Linked DNA regions of Mus musculus: all the other regions are linked to region 3. The links are chromatin contacts, called in public promoter capture Hi-C maps. All regions are on one chromosome and are shown on one strand. Each heading gives the region's core, a stretch centred on a gene start, on an enhancer-like site or on the middle of the called end of the contact. The rest is flanking DNA. Distances are from core to core; before and after follow the strand shown.

What was found. Promoter capture Hi-C pulls out the DNA fragments that hold promoters and counts their contacts.
Region 1: a promoter capture Hi-C map of the HPC-7 cell line shows a contact between it and region 3. The contact joins the enhancer-like site here to the promoter of Zdhhc20 in region 3. A contact is called at or near these places in 8 of 39 promoter capture datasets (the 3T3-L1 cell line, the C10 cell line, the HPC-7 cell line and 4 more) and 2 of 115 datasets of contacts at active chromatin or transcription factors (embryonic stem cells and memory CD8 T cells).
Region 2: a contact with region 3 is called in a promoter capture Hi-C map of pre-B cells. The contact joins the promoter of Eef1akmt1 here to the promoter of Zdhhc20 in region 3. A contact is called at or near these places in 3 of 39 promoter capture datasets (liver, macrophages and pre-B cells), 1 of 484 Hi-C or Micro-C datasets (pre-B cells), 3 of 115 datasets of contacts at active chromatin or transcription factors (effector CD8 T cells, memory CD8 T cells and microglia) and 2 of 9 other capture datasets (adipose tissue and liver).

Annotation. Positions count from the first base shown.
Region 1 is chr14:57,618,294-57,621,510 of GRCm38.p6, forward strand. The region is part of intron 6 of Xpo4 (exportin 4); the gene reads right to left. Among named protein-coding and RNA genes, the nearest start is that of Xpo4, 45 kb to the right of the region's middle. Within about 2 kb of position 1,603, at least 25 of the 459 cell types and tissues checked have an H3K27ac peak or open chromatin away from gene starts, as enhancers often do. A contact at or near this core is called in the HPC-7 cell line, where this site is marked.
Region 2 is chr14:57,569,589-57,572,867 of GRCm38.p6, forward strand. Eef1akmt1 (EEF1A alpha lysine methyltransferase 1) reads right to left here and starts at 1,994. Exons shown (of 5, transcript NM_026526.3): 1 at 1,955-1,994. 1700039M10Rik (RIKEN cDNA 1700039M10 gene) reads left to right here and starts at 2,026. Exons shown (of 2, transcript NR_152103.1): 1 at 2,026-2,097; 2 at 2,321-2,780.
Region 3 is chr14:57,889,075-57,892,312 of GRCm38.p6, forward strand. It overlaps Zdhhc20 (zinc finger, DHHC domain containing 20), which reads right to left and starts at 1,262. Exons shown (of 13, transcript NM_029492.5): 1 at 989-1,262. The coding sequence starts at 1,106.

The DNA of each region.
Region 1 (3,217 bases), core at 353-2,852, 270 kb before region 3:
TATAAGTATACCCTAAATATAACAGCAGCCAGCCAGAAAGAATGCAATGGAAACAGTTTAAGCCTCTTCACATATGCTACATAATTCGTGCCTGAAGCTAAGGAATAAAAGGCATTAAGTGCTGAAAAAAAGAATGCTATAGGAATGTTAGGTAACGGGTTTAATCCTTACATGTGCCATACCAGAGATCTTAATAGAAGCAACAGAAAGGGGGAAAAATGACTTTAAAAACAGACATCAAAAACTAAGCCTAAAGAATCAATTTTGGTAAATTTGCCCCACTACTTTACCCAATATTTTAAACAGCTAAAATCATATACACAAAATGAGTTTCATATAGACTATAGGGAAAAACAGAAGTTTTCCAAAAGAAGTATGTTCACAGGAAAAGAACATGAAAGAGCAACTAAGCTCCATACTAAAACAGAAAAATTGAGATCACAGTACCCCAACACCAAGTCAAAACAAACAATTAAGCAGTTGACAGAAAACACATTTTTATTCAAAATTCCCATAGACTCAAGGGAGGTAGAAAGGCATGGATCTTCCAGGACTCACTGGACAGCCATCTGGCCCACTTGATGTGCTCCAGGCCAGTGAAAAGAGACCCTATCTCCCAAGTAATGACTACAGAAGCTGTCCTCTGTCCTCTACACAGACATATACATATACAAAATATTGAGATTGAGTGAGAAATCTCAACACAGGCATCTAAGATGACATTCTGCAAAAAAAAAAGCAGGCACACATTAATATACATGAGCATACACCGCCCCCAAACACATAATACACTGAGAAAGTAACATTCCCATAGACTCAAACAGTATATAAGGTGTTGAGGTATTCACTATCAAATATGCTTCAATTGAATAAATTTGCTGCAAATAAATTAACCATCATAATAAGTATGTGTCTGTAGATGTTGATGAGTGTAATGTACTCAGTAGCACTGCCATAGTAACTAAGCCTTTAAGAAATGAGAAGGATGCCTTCTTTGCACTTCTTTGTGAAGCAGACTGAACTAGGCAATATTCACATCATTCAGTGAGAAATCTCAATCTAAGATGACACTCCGCAAAGAAATCAGACATACATTCAAATGCTGCCATTTCCTTATACCCAACTCATTCTTTAGTAGAGAGAAATTATTTACAGAAAAAACTGAAGGTAGGTAACACTGCTTTGGAAACCATCCTTTAAAAGTCAGTTGTTTATGAGACTGCTTCTTGTCTGTGAAGAGGGCTACGGAGGGCACTGAGTGGCCCTAAGAAGAAGTCACTGCTTCTTTCTGATGTCATTCTCAAACTCCTAACTGACTAACTGAAGTGAAACCCTGAACAGGCTCACTTAGTATTTCCCTCTTCCTTTATCCGCCCCCTTGTGGACACAGAGAATGAAACCCTAAGGAAAGGAAGCCAGGACAGGACAAAGAGAAACCAGCCAATGACCAATGGAAAGTGGTTCCTTTCCTCAAAAGCACTAGGGGACCTCAGTCTCATTACCTTTTAGAAAAACAAACTGAAGGACTCACAGCTGATATCTGCTGTTTATTGCAACAACAGTCTACTGGCTAGTTTTTCATATGCTTTTGAAATTCACACTGAAGCAGGTAAAGGATCGTTAGTGTTCAGAACAGATTATCTGGGGAAAGAGATCAAGGCTTTATATCTCTTGAAACAGAAAGCAGCCATTTATCTTTTTTAGTTTTAGTGCCATTTTATTTATTTTTTTTTTAAAAGATTTATTTATTTATTATATGTAAGTACACTGTAGCTGTCTTCAGACACTCCAGAAGAGGGCGTCAGATCTCCTTACAGATGGTTGTGAGCCACCATGTGGTTGCTGGGATTTGAACTCCTGACCTTCGGAAGAGCAGTCGGGTGCTCTTACCCACTGAGCCATCTCACCAGCCCCGCCATTTTATTAAAGGTATTTTTATTATGTGAAAGGTCAGTAATGAAATATACTCAATTGTTTAAATAGTGCACGATCTGAGATGGTGTGATGCCCTCGTCAGTCTAGAGATCACATGACACTGTGAGGGGAACACATACATGCAGATCTAGACATCAAAATATATAGAGACAGACCATACATATCAAAATAATGTAAAGAACGAAGGTAGTTCAATTTTTTAATTTTGTTTAAAAAACAAACAAACAAAAAAAAAAACCCCAAAAAGTAAATAAAATTGTTAGTCAGAATTTAGAAATCTAACTTTTCTACTCTTACAACAATGTCCTAAAAACGGCAGAGCCAGGTGCGGTGGCACATGCTTGTAAACCATCACCCGGGAGGCAGAAGTCTACACAGTGAGCTCCAGGACAGCAAGGGCTAGAGACATCCTGATCTCAAACAACAACAAACAAACAGTTGAGTGCTGGCACAAACATCTGGTAAGTAAAAGTGCTTGCTGTGCACATCTGCTGCCTGCCTGAATTCAATCCCTGAAACCCGCCTAAAGGTAGAAGGAAAGCCATTCTGCAGCTCCGTCCTCTGACCCCACAAGTCCCATGGCCCTTGGGCTCTGTGCCAAGACAGCAGGTGCTCATGCTCCCTTTCTCTCTCAAACTACAACAATAAAGTACTTTTAATTAAGACGTTACCTTAATGTTAAAGCAAAGTTCACTAAAAATAGCTTCAATAAACAGTAGTTGCTCTTTTACAAGATTGCAAAGCTTTGGTTCTTACTGAAATATGTTCTGGTTTCCAGATACTATATTTTCTTATCTTTTAAAAACATGTCATCAACAAGAGAGTGGTCTGCTATCGACTGATCAGTGATTTTCACTCTATGCAATACACAGAAGGCAGATCTCATGAAGCAAAAGAATCACAACAGTAAATAGCTATTACTTTAACAACAACAACAAAAAACCTGTATAAATTCCAAATTTTTCTGAGTGATAACTTTAAATACTTTTCTATATATTTAAATATTTGTATATACTTTAACAACAACAACAAAAAACCTGTATAAATTCCAAATTTTTCTGAGTGATAACTTTAAATACTTTTCTATATATTTAAATATTTATATAATTTACATTTTATATAATTCATTTGCAACCAACAAGATAACTGCATTCTGTTTTTTAATAAGTCTGCATCACTTTGAAAATTGTGTCAACCTCATCTAACCTTCCCTTTTTCAGGTTTGACCAAATGACAAAGTCCCAGTGCACAGGCCCTGCCTGTCACCATACTAAGCACAAAC
Region 2 (3,279 bases), core at 744-3,243, 320 kb before region 3:
TTACTAAGGTAGTGGTGGAAGACAGAAGTTCCTGTCATTACTAACCATATTGAGGGGGGTGGGGGAGAAGAAATACAGAAGACAGGGTCTCACTATGTAGCCCAGGCTCTCCTGGAACTCACTATGTAGCTTAGGCTAGCCTCAAACTCATGATCCCACTGTCTCAGCCTCCTGAGGTGTGTTACGCTGTGTGGCTGTTTTGTATTGCTTTTTAAGTAGGTTTGTGAAATTGTGTTAAGCAGGTCTGAAAAGGGCTGTGTCATATTAAACTGACCTGGAGTGTTTACTGGCTCATATTCTAGATCAGTGGTTCTCATGGGAGAGCCAGGAGTCACTCTTCTTCTAGGAGAAAGACTTGCAAACAGCTGGAAACATTTTTGGTTATCATAATCAAGGGCATTGCTGGCAACCAGTGGACAAAGGTCAGCTATGACTCTGAACTTTCTACAGTTCATAGGACAACCCTCTACTTCAAAGATCTGTCCAAAATATCCTTAGTGCAGAGGTCCAGAAACCCCAGAGACAAAGAAATGGCAAGACAGCTATTGCTCTATGTCAGAAATGTGGCTCAGCACCTAAGGGCAACAGGGAAGAACCTGATGGGAAATAAAGTCAAGGCCTTGCCTTGATAGGAAAAATGGAAATGGGGTTACAGGAAGATGGGACTACCGTGGGGAAAGGGTCAGCAGCGGCAGCAGCAGCAGGGATTCTTCATTTCTATAAAAATCTTCTAGTTCTAGTCGGGCGTGGTGGTGCACGCCTTTAATCCCAGCACTCAGGAGGCAGAGGCAGGTGGAGTTCTGAGTTCGAGGCCAGCCTGGTCTACAGAGTGAGTTCCAGGACAGCCAGGGCTACACAGAGAAACCTTGTCTGGAAAAACAAAAAAAAACAAAACCAACCCCCCCCCCAAAAAAAAAACCCAAAATCAAAACAAACTTCTATTCCCATGCATCAGATCTACGAAAGCAACAACAAAAAACTAACAATACTGTATGTCAGAGTATCTAAGTACCTTCTCCAAGATATTTAGGTCAAGAGAGTTTAAGCCAGCAGAAAGAGAATGAAACAAAGTTTCTTTCCAGAGTCGTTAGTAAACTGCAGGAAGGGTAGCTGTACTAGTAGGCGAATAGAATGACCTGTCAAGTATGCTCAACCTGCGGCTCAGAGACAGGCACCCACAGTCACTAGAAATGACATTGTTCTCAACTTGTTTGTTCCCTGAGCGTGAACTCTGTAGATGACAATGCCTGGCAGATATTCTCTAAGTAATCTTATTGATTCAAGACAGTTGTGTTGCCTTGGCTGTCCTAGAACTTGCTCTATCTATCTACCTATGAATGAATGATAGGATTTCTTTGTGTAGCCTTGGCTGTCCAGGAAAATTCTCTGTAGACCAGGCTGGCCTTGAACTCAGAGATCTGTCTGCCTGTGCATCTCGAGTGTATAAAAATCGTGTGCTTTCATTTTCATACAAGTCTCTGCCTGAGGGAAGTCCTTCACTTCCTAAATACTGTTTATTATTTAAAGAAAGATTGTTGGGTGTGGTGACACGGGAAAAATGAGGGATCAATGAGTCTGAGTTCGAGGCCAGCCTGGCTATACAGTGAGACCATCTCAAAATAATAAATCCCACCATGACCTGAGATAAAACTTGCACAGAGAAAGCAAGCCACAAACACACAACAAGGTAAGTTTGGATGAACAGCCCGGCCAGCCAAACCCCATGCTAAGGCTCAAGGCTTCCTCGTGTCCATGCATATATATCCCTTCCCCAGGCACCATTCCGACCGGACCACTAAGGACTTGTTTCCGGCTCAAGATGTCCAAGAAGAAGGACCCCGCAGAGACGAGGCCCCTACTGGGAAAGTCTCCAAGGGTCAGTATGGACCCGGTTCGGAACCCACCCAAAACATCCCTTGACCCTCCGCCGCCACACTCCGTGGCCGCCACTCACCACTGACGCATGCGCAGTCGTCACAGTGCGGGGGTGGGGTGAGGGTTGGCGGGGACCTCCGCGTTTGCGCTGGTGCAGACCAGACGGTGGGAGCCAATGAGCGTCTAGTCCCGCCCAGTCAGCTTCCGGCTTCTACAACCCAGGTTTTAATTAGGTTGCGGTAGTCTGGCTGTTTGGTACTTTGGAGTCAGTCTTAAACCTTTCAAACCAATTAGTCTTTCAGAGCTTTCAGTGTTGAATTCACAGTATATGAACACATATTTTACCAATCTATCATGGTAGCTGGCACACAGTTTTCCTTAATCAAAACTAATGCTCCCTTTGATTCGGCAATTCTTAAATCACATGTAATCTTTTCTTTCCCAGGGACAGGCAAACTTCACTATGTTCCTGCTGTTCGGTTCTCTCTTTATCGATTTCCTGATCTGGCTGAAGGGCTTTAAATCACCGCTCAGATGCTGACGCCACTCAAAAAGCAGCTTGATAATGAACTGTCACAATTTCTACATACAGTAGTGTTTCGTCTGTAGAAACCCATACTTCATTTTGATTTCGATTTCTCTAAACGAATGACTACTCTATTAAACCAAATAGATCAAATCAAGTGTAACTTATCAAAATGGCAATCAAGAAAAAAAAACTATTGAAAAGGAAGAAACCATCTACTTATAAGACTCAAAAAAACCTGTTTTAAAGCAAACTATTTTGCACCTAATTTTTTAAAGCTTCCATTCCTTTTAAGTATGTATGCCACAATGATTATCTTCGTGTATTCAATTATATGCTATTTTTAAATATTAAAGTGTCTGAAGACACAAGAAAGCTCTACCTTTTTGGTTTTTTTTCAACAAGAGTTTCTTGATGTAGTTCTGGCTGGCCTGTATACATTGTAATTAAATGTTTCTCACAGATCATAAAATTAGTATCAAAGACAAACTAGTCTTTATTGAAGTGAAAAAGTTTTTCAGTCAAATTGGATCCAAAAGATGCTTTCAAATCACATTTTTTTTTAATAATTATTTATTATATGTAAGTACACTGTAGCTGTCTTCAGACACTCCAGAAGAGGAAGCCCGATCCCATTACAGATGGTTGTGAGCCACCATGTGGTTGCTGGGATTTGAACTCAGGACCTTTGAAAGAGCAGTCGGGTGCTCTTACCCACTGAGCCATCTCACCAGCCCCCCACATTTTAATTAAGGAATTATTTCTTTTATATTTAGTAATGGTGCTGAGAGAATACCTTGGAAGATCTCTTAAGATAGAAATATGTGGTCCTGGGTCCCTAGTGGTCAGGGGAGACAGGTAATTCTCTGTGAGCTTAA
Region 3 (3,238 bases), core at 12-2,511:
TGTCTGAAAATTAAAACCACATCACTTCTGGGAAACCAAGGGACTGCTTTTTCTTAGGGTTTTATTTAATAATGCTGACGGGAGACGAACACAGTAAAGAGCCAGTAGGTATAGAACGCACACTCAAAGCTTACAGGCAATTATTTAGTATCACTGACATAGTAATGGCCTAGGGTGTTAATGACAATGAACCAATCGGCTAAGTCATGTAAGTATAATGCAACGCTATTCCTTTATCCCAGGAAATCAGGTAAGAACCATACGGTAAAAAAAATTAAATAAGAAAAATAGCAAAAGTAAAACTAAACCAAAGCCCTAAAACTAAAGGTATAAGCAATACAAACCTACAAAGTAAACAGGCAAAAAAAAAAAGTCATTGAGCTTGCACCTCTCTTGTTCAATTCCTTGTGCCTCAAAACAACATTTTGTGTAAATCCAGCACTGAGACCCCCAGATGAATATTAAAAAGGGTCAAATACAGCTCAGACCAGGGGCTGAGCCCACACTGCAGACCCGGGAGACACACCTCCCTCCCAGGCCCCCAGGCTGCTTTCAGCTTACGCGCTTCTTCTCGCGCAGTTTGGGGAGCAACAATCTGGGAGGAAAAGATTTCTTTGTGCGTGTGTGCGTGTGTTTTAGCCAAACTGACCTCACAAGCCGTCTCAGAAGGGGTTCTCTAGTTCAAAAGGAAAGGCCTTTGTGAGCATTCCGTCACAGAAGGGTGGGAGCCCCAAGGCGACTGCAGCCACCCGGAAGCTTGGAGCGTGGGCGGCGCGCAGGCCCGAACTCGGGACCCCTCGAGCAGCGAGCCGTGGGCAGAAACCCACGGACAGGGGCCCCCACCGCCGGAGAAGCGCGGGCCGGAACCCTCGGACGTGGAACCCACGGGCTGGGGAAGCGCAGGCCGCCCCGCGGAATCAGAACGCGGCGCCGAGGCCTCGGCCTGCCACCCGCGGCCCGGCCCGCCGCCCGCGCCTCCCGTACTCACTCACGCACAGCTCCACCACGTACGCGTAGTAGGACCAGACGACCACAAAGGTGATGAAGAGCACCGGAACCCAGCCCACCACGCGTTGGCAGCAGCGCCAGAGTGTCCAGGGCGCCATGTTCCTCTGCTGACTGCCGGGTCCCGCTGCCCACGATTCTGTAGGACCACAAGACCCCAGCGGCCCTGTCGCCAGCTTCCCCGCCCCCGAGGCTCCGCCGCCGCAAGCAGTGGCGAAGGGCGACGCCACAACTCCGCCCCTCCCTGCGCCTGGCCCGGGTCCGCCCCTGACCCCGCCCTCGGGCCCGCCTCCGGGCCCGCCTCTCATCCCGCTGCGAGCTGTGAAGGGCGACGCTGCAACTCCGCCCCTCCCGGCGCCTGGACCGGGTCCGCCCCTGCCCCGCATCCTGCCGCTCCGCCCCTAGTCCCGCGCCTGGCAATCCCCGTAGGGGGTGGGGCTACCCGGCCGAAGGAGGCGGGGCCTGAAGTTGGGGCGGGGCTTCTGCTCAGGCCCGCCCATGGGATTTGGGGGTGCCTTGGTGGAAAAGAGAGGAGAGTGCTAAGGATGTGTAGGAGGCCATCTAGGACTGGGTGACGAGAGGGATGGGGATGCGCAAGGGGAGAGGAATGAATTCTTAGCTGCCCTGTGTGCCTTGGGTGGCACTCTGTATAACACTCTTCCCCTAGGTCTTTCAGGACCCATACAAGTCGGGTTCCCTATTACATAAGGCTGTGCATCACTCAAGCGTGCAAGCAAGAAAAATATTATATATACTTAAATATAAGACTCCTGTGACTATAATGTGTCTCCAATGAAGAATCCCCTGGGATAATTTGGTCCACGTATCGCTCTCTCCACCATGTTTTGTTTGAATTGGTAGGAGCCTGAGATTTAAGGTGGAAGCCATATACAACAGGTCAGTTTGATTTGGAGTCCACATTTAAGGTTACACCATGAAAGCAGAATATAGAAACAGCCCTTTCCTGGAGTGGGATTTTCAAATATTTACAGCTGGAGATTGCTAAGTAATGACTGCAATCTTAGAATCTAGAAGCCTTGCTGTGAAACATCATAATGTACAATCATTAGGAATAATTTCATACATTCTTTTAAAACACAGTACATTCATTTATTTACATTCTATGTGCGGATGTGCATGGACCACTGCTCATGAGGATGTGTGGCCCAGGGGTTGTCTGAGGACAAATGAAAAGTTTTTAAGTTTGGTTTGGGTTGGTTTGGGTTTTGGCCCTGGGCATAGTGGCACATGCCTTTAATTCCACACACTCAGGAGGAAGAGGACAGTGGAACTCTGTGAGTTTGAGGTCAGCTAAAACAGACTATTTACTAAAGTCTCCAAGAAGAAGGTAACTGCTATTATAGTATGATAAAGACTTAGTAAAATGAGTATTAATATTTAGTCACCATACACTACTGTTACATTAAAGTAACATGTATACAATAAGAAAATTGCAACATGCCCTAAAGATGACATTAGGACCCAGAAGTGCACACCTTTAATACCAGCACTTGGGAGAGAGAGGCAGGTAGATTTCTAAGTTCAAGGCCAGCCTGGTCTACAAAGTGAGTTCCAGGACACCCAGAGCTACACAGAGAAACCCTGTCTAGAGAAAAAAAAAAAAAAAAAAAAGCAAACATATTCTGACTTCAAATTTTTGACTACATATTAGTGGCAAAATTGACCCAACTCTAGGGCACTAAGGTGGGTAAAATTCAGCTATTTTCCCAGAAAAACTGTCTCAAAGAATTAAGATACAACATGGAATCTGGAGGCTAAGGATGGAGCCCAGTGGAAGACCACATAAAACTCATGTGTGGTGATAGGTTCAGTTCCCAGTGAGGTGTGTGTGGGTGGTGGGTGGTTTTGACAGAATTAGGACTGACAGAAAAACTAGTATTAAGAATGCTGTCTCAGGGGCTGGAGAGGTGGCTCAGTGGTTAAGAGCACTGACTCCTCTTCCAAAGGTCCTGAGTTCAATTCCCAGCAACCACATGGTGGCTCACAACCATCTGTAATGGGATCCAATGCCCTCTTCTGGTGTGTCTGAAGATAGCTACAGTGTATTCATATAAATAAAAATAAATCTTTAAAAAAAAAAAAAAAGAATGCTGTCTCAGCTGGGCAGTGGTAGCACATACCTTTAGTCCCAGCACTCAGTGATTTCTGAGTTTGAGGCCAGCCTGGTCTACAGAGTGAGTTCCAGGACAGCCAGGGCTACACAGAGAAACCC